5 separate regions of the Mus musculus genome follow, and all the other regions are linked to region 1. Evidence: chromatin contacts called from public promoter capture Hi-C data. All regions are on one chromosome and are shown on one strand. Each heading gives the region's core, a stretch centred on a gene start, on an enhancer-like site or on the middle of the called end of the contact. The rest is flanking DNA. Distances are from core to core; before and after follow the strand shown. Region 1 holds the start of Snupn (snurportin 1). Region 2 holds the start of Senp8 (SUMO/sentrin specific peptidase 8). Region 3 holds the start of Parp6 (poly (ADP-ribose) polymerase family, member 6). Region 4 holds the start of Cib2 (calcium and integrin binding family member 2). Region 5 holds the start of Adpgk (ADP-dependent glucokinase).

Evidence for each region. Promoter capture Hi-C pulls out the DNA fragments that hold promoters and counts their contacts.
Region 2: a contact with region 1 is called in a promoter capture Hi-C map of erythroid cells, with 22 times the contacts expected there. The contact joins the promoter of Senp8 here to the promoter of Snupn in region 1. A contact is called at or near these places in 2 of 39 promoter capture datasets (erythroid cells and pre-B cells).
Region 3: a contact with region 1 is called in a promoter capture Hi-C map of erythroid cells, with 13 times the contacts expected there. The contact joins the promoter of Parp6 here to the promoter of Snupn in region 1. A contact is called at or near these places in 3 of 39 promoter capture datasets (embryonic stem cells, erythroid cells and pre-B cells).
Region 4: a contact with region 1 is called in a promoter capture Hi-C map of liver, with 5 times the contacts expected there. The contact joins the promoter of Cib2 here to the promoter of Snupn in region 1. A contact is called at or near these places in 2 of 39 promoter capture datasets (hippocampal neurons and liver).
Region 5: a contact with region 1 is called in a promoter capture Hi-C map of erythroid cells, with 32 times the contacts expected there. The contact joins the promoter of Adpgk here to the promoter of Snupn in region 1. A contact is called at or near these places in 2 of 39 promoter capture datasets (erythroid cells and pre-B cells), 1 of 484 Hi-C or Micro-C datasets (B cells) and 1 of 9 other capture datasets (liver).

Annotation. Positions count from the first base shown.
Region 1 is chr9:56,949,577-56,952,253 of GRCm38.p6, forward strand. Snupn (snurportin 1) reads left to right here and starts at 1,332. Exons shown (of 9, transcript NM_178374.4): 1 at 1,332-1,377.
Region 2 is chr9:59,749,291-59,751,967 of GRCm38.p6, forward strand. Senp8 (SUMO/sentrin specific peptidase 8) reads right to left here and starts at 1,359. Exons shown (of 2, transcript NM_027838.3): 1 at 1,288-1,359. It overlaps Myo9a (myosin IXa), which reads left to right and starts at 1,884. Exons shown (of 44, transcript NM_173018.2): 1 at 1,884-2,055.
Region 3 is chr9:59,615,982-59,618,658 of GRCm38.p6, forward strand. It overlaps Parp6 (poly (ADP-ribose) polymerase family, member 6), which reads left to right and starts at 1,303. Exons shown (of 24, transcript NM_001205239.1): 1 at 1,303-1,427; 2 at 2,487-2,677. It overlaps Gm51709 (a long non-coding RNA gene), which reads right to left and starts at 1,143. Exons shown (of 3, transcript XR_003948337.1): 1 at 1,006-1,143.
Region 4 is chr9:54,558,890-54,561,566 of GRCm38.p6, forward strand. It overlaps Cib2 (calcium and integrin binding family member 2), which reads right to left and starts at 1,301. Exons shown (of 6, transcript NM_019686.6): 1 at 1,079-1,301. The coding sequence starts at 1,129.
Region 5 is chr9:59,290,277-59,292,953 of GRCm38.p6, forward strand. It overlaps Adpgk (ADP-dependent glucokinase), which reads left to right and starts at 1,296. Exons shown (of 7, transcript NM_028121.2): 1 at 1,296-1,590. The coding sequence starts at 1,358.

The DNA of each region.
Region 1 (2,677 bases), core at 82-2,581:
GGATGATCAACTGCTAGTTATTAGCTTGTCCCATTATGGTTCCTGACAACCCTGGCCAAATTACTCCCCCACCACCACCCACAGGGCTCCTGACTTTCCAGGAACTCTGCAGACCAGGCTGTCCTTTAACTTAGAGATCTGCCTTTCTCTGCCTCTTGAAAGCTGGCATTAAAGGCATGTGCTAGCACTACCAGCCAGTCCTGCTTTCACCCCCTGTTGTTCGATTACAGGGTGGTGCCACTGCAAGTTTAGCGCAGGCTATACAAACACATTGATTGCTGAGCAACATCCCTAGCCACACCCCAGTTCATTGAGGTGTTAGAAGCAACGCATCTGGCTCACATTATAAGCATTAAGTAGCAAGTCCTGTTTTCATTTTACATGCTAGAAGTCTTACCCTGCAGACACGATGTATGGGTTTGCTTAGGGTCTCCTAAATCTCGGTCACTCATGTAACTACTTTCAAACCGGACTAAGTGCTGCACTCAAATGCTGAACGTTACCTATCAGGAATCGAGCCAGGTCCCTTTCCGCGTCATGTTAGAAAGGAGAATAGGGATAGCAGTGGTGGCGCACGCCTGCACGCCTTTAATCCCAGCACTCGGGAGGCAGAAGCAGGCGGATTTCAGAGTTCGAGGCCAGCCTGGTCTACAAAGTGAGTTCCAGGACAGCCAGGGCTATACAAAGAAAGAGAGAGAGAGAGAGAGAGAGAGAGAGAGAGAGAGAGAGAGAGGAAGAGAGAGAGAAAGAGAGAGAAAGAGAGAGAGAAAGAGAAAGAGAGAGAAAGAAAGAAAGAAAGAAAGAAAGAAAAAGAAAGAAAGAGAGAAGAGAGAGAAAGGAGAGAGAGAAAGAGAGAGAGAAAGAAAGAAAGAAAGAGAAAGAAAGAAAGAAAGAAAGAAAGAAAGAAAGAAAGAAAGAAAGAAAGAAAGGGAAAGGAAAAAGGAAGGGAAGAAACGTTTATTAGTTCGAAACCTGAAAGCCATTCAGAAAATCGCACAAGCAAGACAAAAGGGCTGTCAGTGCAACTCTCGAGTTTGGGCACACCCGGAGAGGTGGCGGCCACGAAGTCACGGTTTTGTCAGTGAAAGGATCCGGGGCAAGTTTGCGATCAGTACTGAAGGCTCCGTATCGCGGACAATCTCGCTAGAATCCCGAAAAAGCCTAAACCAAATCTGGAAGCCCCTCCCTAGGGAGAAGAGTCGCTCAGTTCAGGGCGGAAGTAATGTCCTGCCCGACTCAACTCCCGCGATGCACCACGGTAGGCGGAGCCGGAAGTTCGAGTGCAAGCTTGAGCGGGGCGTGTCTAGCTCCGCTAAGGCACCTAATTGGTCAGTCGGCACAGGCACTGGCGGCGTGCGCGAGTGGTACGGACGTGCGGTAAGTCTGGCCCTGTCTAGTTTGGCGTTCTCTCAGCCGCAAGCTCAAACTTCTTCTGATGACCCAGGGCTGGCTTCGCAGCCGTTACCTGGGGAGGCTGGCCAGTCTTGGGGACTTGGACTTGGCCATATTTTTGTCGTTGTATTCCAGGCAGTCTGGCTCAAACTCATGAGGAACATTTATGTGTGGCAGGGAGAATTCTGTAACCGAAAGACAAACGACTCCATTGCTAGAGAGACAGTAGCGGGGAGGGCGGCAGAGTTCACGGACGTGTGGTGGGAGCATCTATTGGGCTGGAGAAGAGGCTTGGGTGAGCCTGACACTTAGGAATTAGTTCGCTTCTTTTCCTCGGCCTCCTGCCTTGCTGCCATTGCAGGTGTATGACACGTAAGGTCCTGTTAGGGATCATTTCTATGGCATACTTCAGGATACCTTGACGGGGAAGCTCAGTAATTATCTACTGAATACTCCCGGTTATTTTACAAACACTCTGATGCACACCTTAAATCCACACTGATAATAGTCACTTTTAACAAATTTTCTTAGAAAGTATTCTTAGCCGGGTGTGGTGGTTGCATACCTTTAATCTCAGCACTCAGAAGGCAGGCAGGTCTCTATGAGTTCGAGGCCAGCCTGGACTACAAGGAGAGTTCCAGGACAGAAAACCTGTCCCCAAAACAAAACAAAACAGAAAAAAAAAAAAGTATTTTTAATGTCTTAGGATATAGGAATGCAGCTTTCTTCTTTTTCTCCTGGGTTTCAGACCCAAGGCTTGGTGCAAATATGGTGCGCACTTTGGCAAGTACTTTACCAAGTGGAGGTATGGCACCATCCTTTGTTCTTTTATTTGTTTATTTTCCTATATGCATATGTGTATGTGTGTTTTGCCTACATGTCTGCACACCACATGGGTGCCATGCTGGGAAGAAAGTCAGAAGAGAGTTCCAGTTAGTTCCCTGGAATTGGTTTACAGGTGGTCATGAATTACCACATGAAACCCAGGTCCTCTGGAAGAGCAACCAGTACTCTCTTTTTTTTTTTTTTTTTTAACTAGTGCTGTGTGTGTTTTTAAGATTTATTTATTTTTATTTATATGAGTACACTGCAACTGTCTTCAGACACACACTAGAAGAGTGCATCAGATCTCATTACAGATGGTTGTGAGCCACCATGTGGTTGCTGGGAATTGAACTCAGGACCTCTGGCAGAGCAGTCAGTGCTCTGAACCGCCAAGCCATCTCTCCAGCCCCGCAACCAGTACTTTTAACCTAATGGCTGAACCATCTCTCCAGTACCCTTC
Region 2 (2,677 bases), core at 109-2,608, 2.8 Mb after region 1:
CTTCAATTCTTTCTCGTCAAAGGATTCCTGCTTTTAAGGTTTGGAAATCAACTCCCTCAGCTTCTTGTCTATTCACACCACTCATCGCTCCTGTGTAGCTTGCTGGACTCTACCCTTAACATTAGTCATCTAGTGAGCTATAGTTTGTTGGAGGGGTATTAGTTTTACTTAAAAAAAGAAAAAAAAAAAAGCATCCTAGGTGATTCTAATGGACGGACAAGCTCGTGTTCTCCTGCTGTTTTTCTCTTCTCTACCCCTCCTCACCCTTAGTCATTCACTTTCAGGTTCCATGGCTCACCCTTCACTCACCCATCACGCCCCGACCTCCCCAAGTCAGGACTGACCCAGAGCCCAGAATCTAGTGCTTGTTCTACTCACTGAGCTAAACTTCACTTTATTCTTTGAGGCAAGGTTTCACTATGTATCCCCTGCTAGCCTGAAACTCGGCGTGTACTACCATATCTGCTTTTTTTTTTTTTTTTTTTTTTTTTTTTAAAATTGGCTCAGACTGGCTTCCCACTTGGAGATCTAGCTGCCTTATTCTTTCAGGAGCTAACAGGCCAGCCATCCCAGGCAATCAGCCATCTTCAAAAACAGCCTTTGCACCTGCATCTGATTATTTCTTGCACTTGTTATAGTTAAGTTTCCCCCGCCTTGTGATCAAGATTGGCCTTAAATTCACTCGCCACATAGTCTAGTTGTTTCAAATGGAAGTCTACCTGCGCGGTTTTTACTAGGTATATGCCAATCCTCTTGCTTTTTACTCTTAGGTTGTTTGTCACATGCCTTTGTACTAGCCTTTCTCTACTCCCATTTTCTTTCTGGCCAGTTTCGGTCCACCAAGGTTTTAACACGAGTTCTCCACAGGCCTGAAAGTCATTTGGGAAAAGTCCTCTTCTGCAATCAAGGACCCCCCCCCCCCCACTCCCCCGTTTGTGTTCAGCTCATCCCGTGTTATTTTACTGTGTTACCATTGCGGATTCTTTGTTTCCTACATCACAGCACTTCAAAAGAGCGGATATTTTTTCATTTTCTTCTAATATTCTGGATTTTACAGCATAGAAACAACTCAGTGAAAAGTCTGTGGAATGAATGGAAAGAAATACTTGGCCACGGGGGCGGGAACAAGTGGGGGGAGGGGCGTGCGTGTGTGGAAAAGGGGCGGCGCTGAGAATCCAGCTGCAGAATGAGGAAGGGGCTCGGACACACTAGAGTCTGCGTGGAGCGCAAAGCGATCCACTGCTTCCAAAAACTGAGACAAACCTAAGTAGGGAGGAGGCGTCTTACCTATTCCTCAGGCCTCACCAACCCAACCAGCCTTCAGGGAGCTCTGTACTGGCCGGAAAGTGAGACTTAAGGTCGTAATCCCAGAGTTTGCCTTTCCAACCTTACGACGTTTTTATGTAGTAATCGAGAATCTAACACGGAGGTCTCAGCCCTGCCGTAAAGTGAAGAAGGAATGGGGAGGCGGGGCCATTCGGAGGGTGGAAAATAGGCGTGTCCGCGCAAGCGCAGGCAGCCCGCTCCAGCAGCGTCACGTGCGGAGGCGGGGCCGGGCGGGGCTGTCCGGGGCTTGGCAGCAGGGGGCGTGGGAGGTAAGTGCGCGCGCGCCTGCTCGGCTGCTGCTGGAGAGCCGCGCGGGGCGGGGCCGCGTGAGCGGGGTCGGGGGCGCGCAGGCCTGAGAGGACTGGGGACGCAGAGGCAGTTGGCGGTGGCCGTCGGAAAGTCCTGGCAGGACGGGGAGGGACTGCGGCGGAGATACCGGTCCCCGGGCAAAAGCAGGGACCGCGGTTTAGCTTCCAACGCGTGCTCTCTGGGCGGGGTGCGGCGGGGGATGTGCCTGCCCAGTCCGGGCGGAGTCTCTCTGACAGGGCGGGGGATGCGCGGCCGCCGCTCTCTCGGACCCTGAGGCGACTGGGCCCACCCTCGCGGAACCCTCCTACCCCCCGGCGGCCTCGGCCTCTGCTTTCTCCTTCTGACCCTGGAAACCGAGCTGGGGAAGCGGCTACCGCCGAAGAGGAAGGGGCTGTGGTGGCCACCGCGGCGCAGCCAGAGGTAAGACCCGCCCCAGCACCCAGCGGCCCTGCCGCCTGGCCTGGCCCGGCCCACGTCTCCCGCTCGGCTCTTTGGCTCCCGGAGGGCTGCCCCGCCCCGCCCCGGCGGAGACGCCCCGCCAGCAGCTCTGCCCCTAAAGCCTAGCAATCGCCGGAGTACCGCCGGGATTCCACCCCCAGACTCGACTCTCCCGTACCTTTCATTGACCAGACACCATTCTGTCCACCAGTAGCCGCGGCGCTTCTGTCACTGGCCCCCTTCCACCTCCTGCTAGAACCTCTTTAGACCCTCTTTAGGACTCTGACTGGAACCTCTAGACACCGTTATGTCGGAGCGGATCCTTGTCTGGGAACCAAGGCCACTACTGCTTCCTAATGCATTGCTACGTCCCAGATCTTTGGGTATCCTACGAGTCATCGCTACCCGAGCTTTCATAGGGACCCTCACGCAGCTTACTTCCAGTCAGGTTTGCTAGGTTTTCCCCCTACCCATACGAGCTTTCAGATAGCCCAATGTCATGATGCTCTTACCTAGTAGGTCTCCGGTTAGCCCTTCAAATCACCATCAGAGTGCTGGATCGCCCCCTCACACCCCCCCCCCCCCCGCCCTGGTGTAGTTTCTC
Region 3 (2,677 bases), core at 53-2,552, 2.7 Mb after region 1:
ACTTTTTTTTTTTTAAGGGTTTTTTTTATTTTTAATGTATGAGTATCTGCATGTACACCTGCATGCCAGAAGAGGGCCCAAGATTTCACTATAGATGGTTCTGAGCAACCATGTGGTTGCTGGGAATTGAACTCAGAACCTCTGGAAGAGCAGCCAGTGCTCTTAACCCCTGAGTCATCTCTCCAGCCCCACTTTTTTTTTTTAAGATTAATTTTACATATGCATGTTTGTGTTTTCCTGCATATATGTGCGTGCAACGCATTGGTTCCTAGTGCCTGTGATGGCCAGAGAGGGTAGTAGATCTCCTGAAACTGGAGTTTCAAATTATTGTGAACTGACTCGTAGGTGCTGGGAACCCAACCCAGGCCTTTGACAAGTGCAGCCACTGATCTTGGCTGCTGAGCTTTCTCTTCCATCCCAACTAAAATGTTTCATTTAGTTAATTTCTGAGATGGTTTCATATATCCCAGGCTGGCCTTGAATTGGCTATGTAGCTTAAGACTTCTATGGGGGCACACGCCTTTAATCCCAGCACTTGGGAGGCATAGGCAGGTGGATTTCTGAGTTGGAGGCCATCCTGGTCTACAGAGTGAATTCCAGGACAGCCAGGGCTATACAGAGAAACCCTGTCTCGAAAAACAAAACAAAACAAACAAAAACAAAAACAAAAAAACCACAAAAAACAAAAAGACTTCTAACTTGATTTTTGTGCTTCAACTTTCTGAATGCTGAGATAACATTATACAGACTACAGGCACGACACGGGATTTACACACCTGTGCATAAACTAAGGGTTTGTGGTTGCTAGGCAAACACTCTTCCAAGTGAGCTATGTCCCCAGTCCCCTGTGTGATGAGAAAGCCTGGGTGCGGTCGGTACACCGAAGCAAATGAACATGGGAGCAAGTCAGATTTCAGAATTTTAACTTTTGATTCCTATTTTTGTCTGGCTTCAAGCTGCACCAAAGGGGCACCTCAGTATCTCTATATAGGCAATCTAGATTACCTTCTTCTGCAACCCTCCTAACCACACGAGGCGACAAAGAAAAACATTATATTTCGGCATGTCCGGAGAACCTCTTTCTCAAGCTCCCTCCGGGCCCCAAAGCGCAAGCGCCACTCTCTCGCTTCCTCACGCCTTCAACTCTGGATCACTGCGCACGCGCGCCCTGGCTAGCACCCTGGGGTGGGGACACGCCCAGGTACAGCACGCACCGCGGTTGGTCGGAAGAGGACACCTGATCGCGGTGTCTTCGCCTGAGCATGCGCAGAGCGCCCCGGCGTGCCCGAGACCGCACGCTGAGGCGTGTGGTGCGCGACCTCACCCGCCCGCCTCGGTCCCCGCCCCTTGGCCTGCCGCTCCGCCCCCGCGGGGCGTCCCGGGCCGCTCGTCCCCTCCGCGGCGGCCGCGCGCGGCCCGGGGTCGCCGTGAGTACTCTCTAGGCTGGCGTGTGGGGAGGCTGGAGTGGGGATGGGGCGGGGCGGTCGGGCTGCTGGCAAGGTCCGCCCTGCCTGAGGGACCAAGTAAGGGATGCTGACAGGCTTCGCTCGGCTGGGCGGCTGGCGGCGGCGAGCCGCAGACGGGTCCTTAACGGGGAAGGCCGGAGCTGAGGGCTTTGGGGGACACCTGGAGAAGAGGCCTCAGGCCCTGCCCTGCATGCGCAGGTGTCCTCGCGAGCGTCTTGGTCTTCTCCCTCCGCCCGGGCTAGGGTTAGCGCTGGCCCGCGGGTCTCGCCCCTCCGCACCCTCCTTCGCCCTTTGTTTAGTAGCCTAGTCCTTTTGACACTTCCGTTGGAGTGGAGTTTTCTTCTCCTAGCACACTGAGCTGGAAGTCAAGCCCAGAATGTAGACGTTGAGATCAGAGGCGTCTCTTGACTAGGTATACGTTAAATGGTCACTCTGAAAAGTGCCAATGGACGTAGAGAAAAAGACCTTTGTGGGTCGTCCGAAGGCTTATTTACCGTTGGCACGATCTCATAGAAATAGACCAAGCGTGTTAATGCGAGCTGCCATCCCCCAGAATAAACACTGAGCCTAACAGCACACTTCTCTGGGCACTCTTAATAGTCTCTATTTGATCTAGCTCCTCTTGAAAGGTTCCAGATCTGCCCCCCACCCCCACCCCGAACTAGTTATTACATGAAAAAATGGATAGATTTGGCCCTATCAAACGTTCAAGTTACTTATGCAAGTTTTGTGACCTCCCTAGGTTGGAGTATTAAATATGTAACATGAAAACTTTGAACTAGGTCATCTCTCAGCCCCCTCTTTTTTTTTTTTTTTCTTTTTTAATGAATTCCGTGCTCCACCATCTGCCTTTTCCCACTCTCCAGCTTTTAAATCTACTCTCCATTCCTGAGAGAAGGCCATGGAGTGTTGAGGATTCAAGTCTTTTTTTACTAAAACAGTCTGGTTGGAGAAGCTGGTCATTTCATAACTGTCTTTTCCTTAGAAAAACTGATTTTTTTTACCCCCTCCTTTTAATAGCATCAGAAACCAAGCAGCAAACCCTGAGGAGATGCTCAGTTTTCCTTGACTTCTACAGTGAAAGACCTTGAGAAAGTTGGCACTTCTAGCCTAAGCTGCCCTCATTCTACTGCTCACCCCAAGACAACCCAGGCTGGACTGTAGTGCTTCCCTCTTCGTCCAGAGCAGCATTTGACTGTTTTCAATCTAAA
Region 4 (2,677 bases), core at 51-2,550, 2.4 Mb before region 1:
TCTCGTGTTTCATGGCTCTCCTTCCCCTGGCAGGGTCTAGCTGGGCCCTGGCAAAGGATCAGAACTCAACACTGGACTGGGTCTGACCCAATGCCGGGCTGGTCCTAATGGGGATGCAGGCTCCCCACTCTCCCCAGACCACTCTTCTCTCCTGGGTTTGGGCTATTTTGCCTGCATCTACCTCCACTTAAAACGCCTCCTTCCAGAACTTTCTGGCAGAAAAAAAAATCCTGACTTCCCAAGTCCTCATGCAAGCTCTGCACTCTTTCTGAACCTTCTAGTCAAACCAAGAGCTATTGACCTCCCCTGTCCACTAGAGCTCTTCTCAATACATATCCTATCACTTGGGTCACACTGGAGGTAACCGCTCCACGCTAACTGAATATTCACAAAAGTTGCACACATCTAAGATAGGAATACATATGACATAACACTCCTAACCTATTAGGCGATAAAAAGAAGACTCCACAGCTGTTGTTCCCTGAAAGTCCGGAGACATTACATGGTGAGCTAAAGCAACTGAGCAAGACTCTGGGCCAGCCCGGAGATAAGGTTCCCTCGCATACCTACAGAAAAGTTTTCACATGGCTGGGGGCTGTGAGATCATTGATATGGACAGCTAGCTCTGAACTTGGAAGAATCCGGGGTGAAAGGGCTACTAGGATCACAAAATAGGTTAAGAGATGTGGGTACGTAGTTATATAAACAACACACCCCAACCTGTAACCTGCATTTGGGGCCTCTTGTCCTCCCCCTACACCAAGCCCTTTCTGGGATGAGGGTCATGCCCAGTGGGCTGGAAGAAATGACTGGGGTCTAGCTTGGGAGGGCAGAAAGAAGGTCAATAAGGAAGAGAAGACGGGGTGGGTGAGGCGCATCTGACAGAATACTCTAACTGGAATGTTCTAACATTCCCGGGCCTGGGAAACTGAGGCTCGTCAAGGGGAAGTCATCCACCTAAGGCGACGCTGCGCGCTGAAGGTAGCGGCAGGGTTTGAACCTCTGTGAGTCCGCTTTTGCGAGGCCTGGGAAAAGGACAAAAAGGAGGACTACAGGGGCCGCGGCGCGCCGGCTTCACCTGGTAGTTGTCCAGCTGCTCTTCAGTGAAGATGGTCTGCTTGTTCCCCATGGTGACCGCGATGGTATGGGTGGCCGCGGCGTCGTCTCTCGCCCTTTCGAGTGCTGCTTCCCATCGGCGGCGTCTGGAGCCCCGAGCCCGGTGCCCGCGGCCCTTGCCAGCCCGGGAGCGGGCAGCGTCGCCAGCCTAGCCTGGCCCGCTCCGCTGGGTCCCGCAGTTCAGTGGGAGGGGTGCAGGGGCTGGGAGGCAAAGGCGGGGCCGGGGGCGGGGCGGGCCTAGGCGGGGGCGGGGGCCGGATTGGGGCGGAGGCGCAGCCTGGTGGAAGGAGGCGGGGCCCGAGAGGTGACTTCTCCCTGGAGACAGAGGCCTGCTCAGTCTATGCTGCTGCAGCACACTGAGGTGGCCAAGCGGTGGCCTCATAGGGCCGCCTGACTACTGGACACTGAGTGCGCCTCCCGTTCCAACCAGCACACTGACTGGCACCCCGGGTCGGTCCTGGCGATTGTGAGCCTGAAAATCCCATGGATTAGTGTGGTAGAACAGGCACAATCCTCCGGCCTCTGATCCTAGACTGAGAATAGGTGTGTTGTTGAGCTTGCGGGATTACCCAAGTCAGGTCCATCCTCAAAAAGCCGACATACACGCAGTCAAACACTCAAATCATAAAATAACTTTTTAAAAAAGGAAACAGACGAAGCAAACTCTACCTCAGCAGAGGAATGGGCTCTGGTAACAATAGGTTACACTACTCAGTTGGTTCAAGACCTTAAGGAAAGTAACTAGATCACTCCCTACATCCACTCTGCTAAGTGAGGCCTTCACGAAATTTAATAATGCAGGCAGGGTAGAGGAGGTTAACCAATACCCTCCTAAACGATTGGCTATCTTCAGCCGCCCCATCAAGGTGACCGCTAGGAAAAGCCCTCCAGACACACGGAAGTTCAGGAGTCCTGGCAACTCTGGGACCTATCAGTGGCCCACAAGGAAGGCTACTAGCAATGGAGTTGTCCTTACTGTCTATTCTTGGGACAGCTGGGCTGCATGAAACCTGAGTCAAAGGCTCCTGGTGGCTCCGCTGGGAGGCAAGTCCATCATGGGCTGCCAAAACTGAGATTAGCTACATGAGTATGGTCTCCTGTAATCCCAGCCCTCGAGACAGAGGCAGGAAGATCAGAAGTTCAGGGTTATCCTTAGCTGATTCAGGCCAACTTGTAGTACATGAGACTATATCTCAGAAAACAGAATATAGTAACTAAAAGCAATTTAGCTGAGAAATAGTGTAGTGGCAGAGAGCTAGCCTAACATTCATGAGGCCCTGGGTTCAGTCCCTAGCACCACCAAAAAAAAAAACAAACAAAAGCGACATACCAGTATTGTCCAGTTTTGCCTGGCTTACATCACTTTGGGGCCGTGTTGTTCTACTCTTTTTTTTTTTTTTTTTTTTTTAATGAGTACACCATTGCTCTCTTCAGACACACCAGAAGAGGGCATCAGATCCCATTACAGATGGTTGTGAGACACCATGTGGTTTCTAGGAATTGAACTCAGAACCTCTGGAAGAGTAGTCAGTGCTCTTAACTGCTGAGCCATCACTCCAGC
Region 5 (2,677 bases), core at 46-2,545, 2.3 Mb after region 1:
TTGGGGCTGGAGAGATAGCTCAGCGGTTAAGAACGCTGACTGCTCCGGGGGTCTGAGCGAGAAGAAAAAAGTGTCTGGGGACAGCTACAGTGTACTTACATATAATAAATTAATAAATCTTTTTAAAAAAAGTTCAAAGTCACCCTTGACAACGCAGTGAACTTGAGGCTAGTCTGGGCTAGTAACCAGTCTCTGGCCAGTTAACAGCTGAGAGCCATAACAGAAACACTTTGGATACTGGGGGTGGGGGTGGGAGATAACGTCCAAGATCAAAGCCAGGGAAACACATTTCTATTAACAAGTTCAAAAATTATAGACAGAGTAGAAAATTGGTCAGGAGCTAGCAGAACTAGCAAAATAGAAATAGGCCAGGCTAGATGAGGCTGAGAATGAACTGGACATCAAGCCTAGCTTTCCTGCCTCTTAACCTACCCTCTCACATAGAACCGTCACATCAAAGGAGGAAGGGCTGGATTTCTGTAGTATCACCCGGAACAACTAAACCAGGATTTAAAAACTCGAGTCTATAGTCCTTCCATACTGTACACATGATTGTATCCCTTTGCGGCTTACTCTGGGGTTGTTCAAAGGAACACCACCTCCGAAAGGGTTATCTAAGGGGTCTGAGTGTTAAATCTGATCTCTAGATTGAACAAGATCGCTTCAGTCTTAGCGGAAGCCTTTGACTAGCTGAAAATCTCAAGAGGTGGACTCCCCGTGCCCAGCACCACTAGGGTCTGAGCAGATTCCTCTCGCGGGAAGCCCTTCCCATCGTCGTGCACCCTCCGCCTCGCCACTGCACCAGACTTAGAAAGGAACCGGCCTAGTAAAACCATGGAGGTCAAACACTGGCGGAGGGACGGATTAAGAGACAACAGCGTGGCTCGTTGTCAATGGGAGACCGACTACTCTAATCGCGAGGTTTGCTGCTTCTTCGTTATCTGCATGTCTTATCTTACTAGGGAAGTAAAAGTATTCTCTCGCCCCCACCCCGGACACACACACACTCTATCTCAGGCTATCAGTGAATATCGGGAAGACGTGTACGGATTGGGAACCACACTACTGCCTTTGTTCATCCAAGGACAGAATCGCACAACAGCGTCGCCCAGCGCCAGCGCCAAGACTTAAACAGAGCGAACCCCCAACGCCAGCCCTGTCGTCGTCCCGCCTCCAGCCCACCCATAGCTCCACCCATAACTGGGGCTGCAGTTCCGTCGTAGCTCCGCCCATCGGGAGGAAGAGCCTGTGGCGCGCGGGTGTGACGTTACGCACGTCTACGTCAGCACGCGCCCAGCTGGGAGGAGGCGCGAGCCGAGAAAGGATCCTGTAGCCACCGGTGCGGCGGTGTGTGCACATGGCGCTGTGGCGCGGCTCTGCGTGCGCCGGCTTCCTGGCGCTGGCCGTGGGCTGCGTGTTCCTGCTGGAGCCGGAGCTGCCGGGCACGGCGCTGCGCTCGCTCTGGAGCTCCCTGAGGCTGGGACCCGCGCCAGTGCCCGTGGGACCTCTGTCCCCGGAGAGCCGGCTGGCAGCCGCTTGGGACGCCCTCATCGCGCAGCCCGCCCGGCGCTGGCGCCGCGTGGCTGTGGGGTGAGTGCCTGCGGGGCCTGCCTGCGGCTCTGGGCCTCCCCGGGAAGTGCGCGCGCTCCGGGGTCCGCCCGGGACTCGGTGGTGTCTGGGTTGCCCTCTGGGCGAAAGTGTCGGACGCGTGAGACGAGCCTTTTTCCGTCATCGCTGCAGGGATAGTCAGCATATTTCCACCCGGTTGGCCCTGCTCCCTGTAAAAGCAGCTCTCATAGCTTCTTAGAAATTCAACTCAGCCTGTCACTTGTAATTTTTGAGGTTACTCTGTTGTCTGTCTTCCAGCCCTTTTTTGCCGACTGTTCTCAGGTGGCCACGATGGTTTTCCTATTTTTTTAGCACTCTTCCTAACGTACTTAAAGCTAAATGCTTCTGTCTCTAGCTGTTGACTTTACGTCATCCGGTCTGAAGACCACTCTACTAAGACTGCTCATTTTCATATTCAACATTTTTTGTTAAGGATTCCTTACCAGAACTCTGCGCCTTTCGCGTTTAGCACGCCCTTCTCGAAACTACCTTCTTCCCCATACTAAGTGATAGTTCATATTTTTAAGGTTCTCTCAAATCACAGTATCTCCTTTCTTTGTGAAACTCACAGAAATGTATCCAATTTTTTTTACACTAACCTTAGTCCCTCTTCCAGTTAGGCTTGGCTTTCTTGTCTTGTCAAGGGCACTATGCATCAGCGAGTTTTTTAGTATGTTTTTCTTTAGGTTAGAGTTGGTTTTTTTTTTTTTTTTTTAAATGTTGCTTCTGTTGTTCCTTTTTGAACTACAGCCTCCTTGGCTGGTCTGGAACGTAAGTAGATCATTAGAACATAGATCATTATCTGATCTGTTTGCTTCCTTTTTCTTTCTTTCTCTTGTCTTTTTAGTTTAGTTTTATTTTTAAATTATTCTTCTTTAAGACAGGGCTTCTCTGTGTAGTCCAGGCTCTCCTGGAACTCACTCTGTAGACCAGGCTGACCTCGAACTCTAAGGACCAGCTGCTTCTGCCTCCCTGGTGCTGGGCTTAAAGACCTGGCTTTATCAGGTTCTTGATCATCTTTCTTGGAGCTATGTCAGGTGTGTGCTGGGCTCTGAGGGCATATGTATGG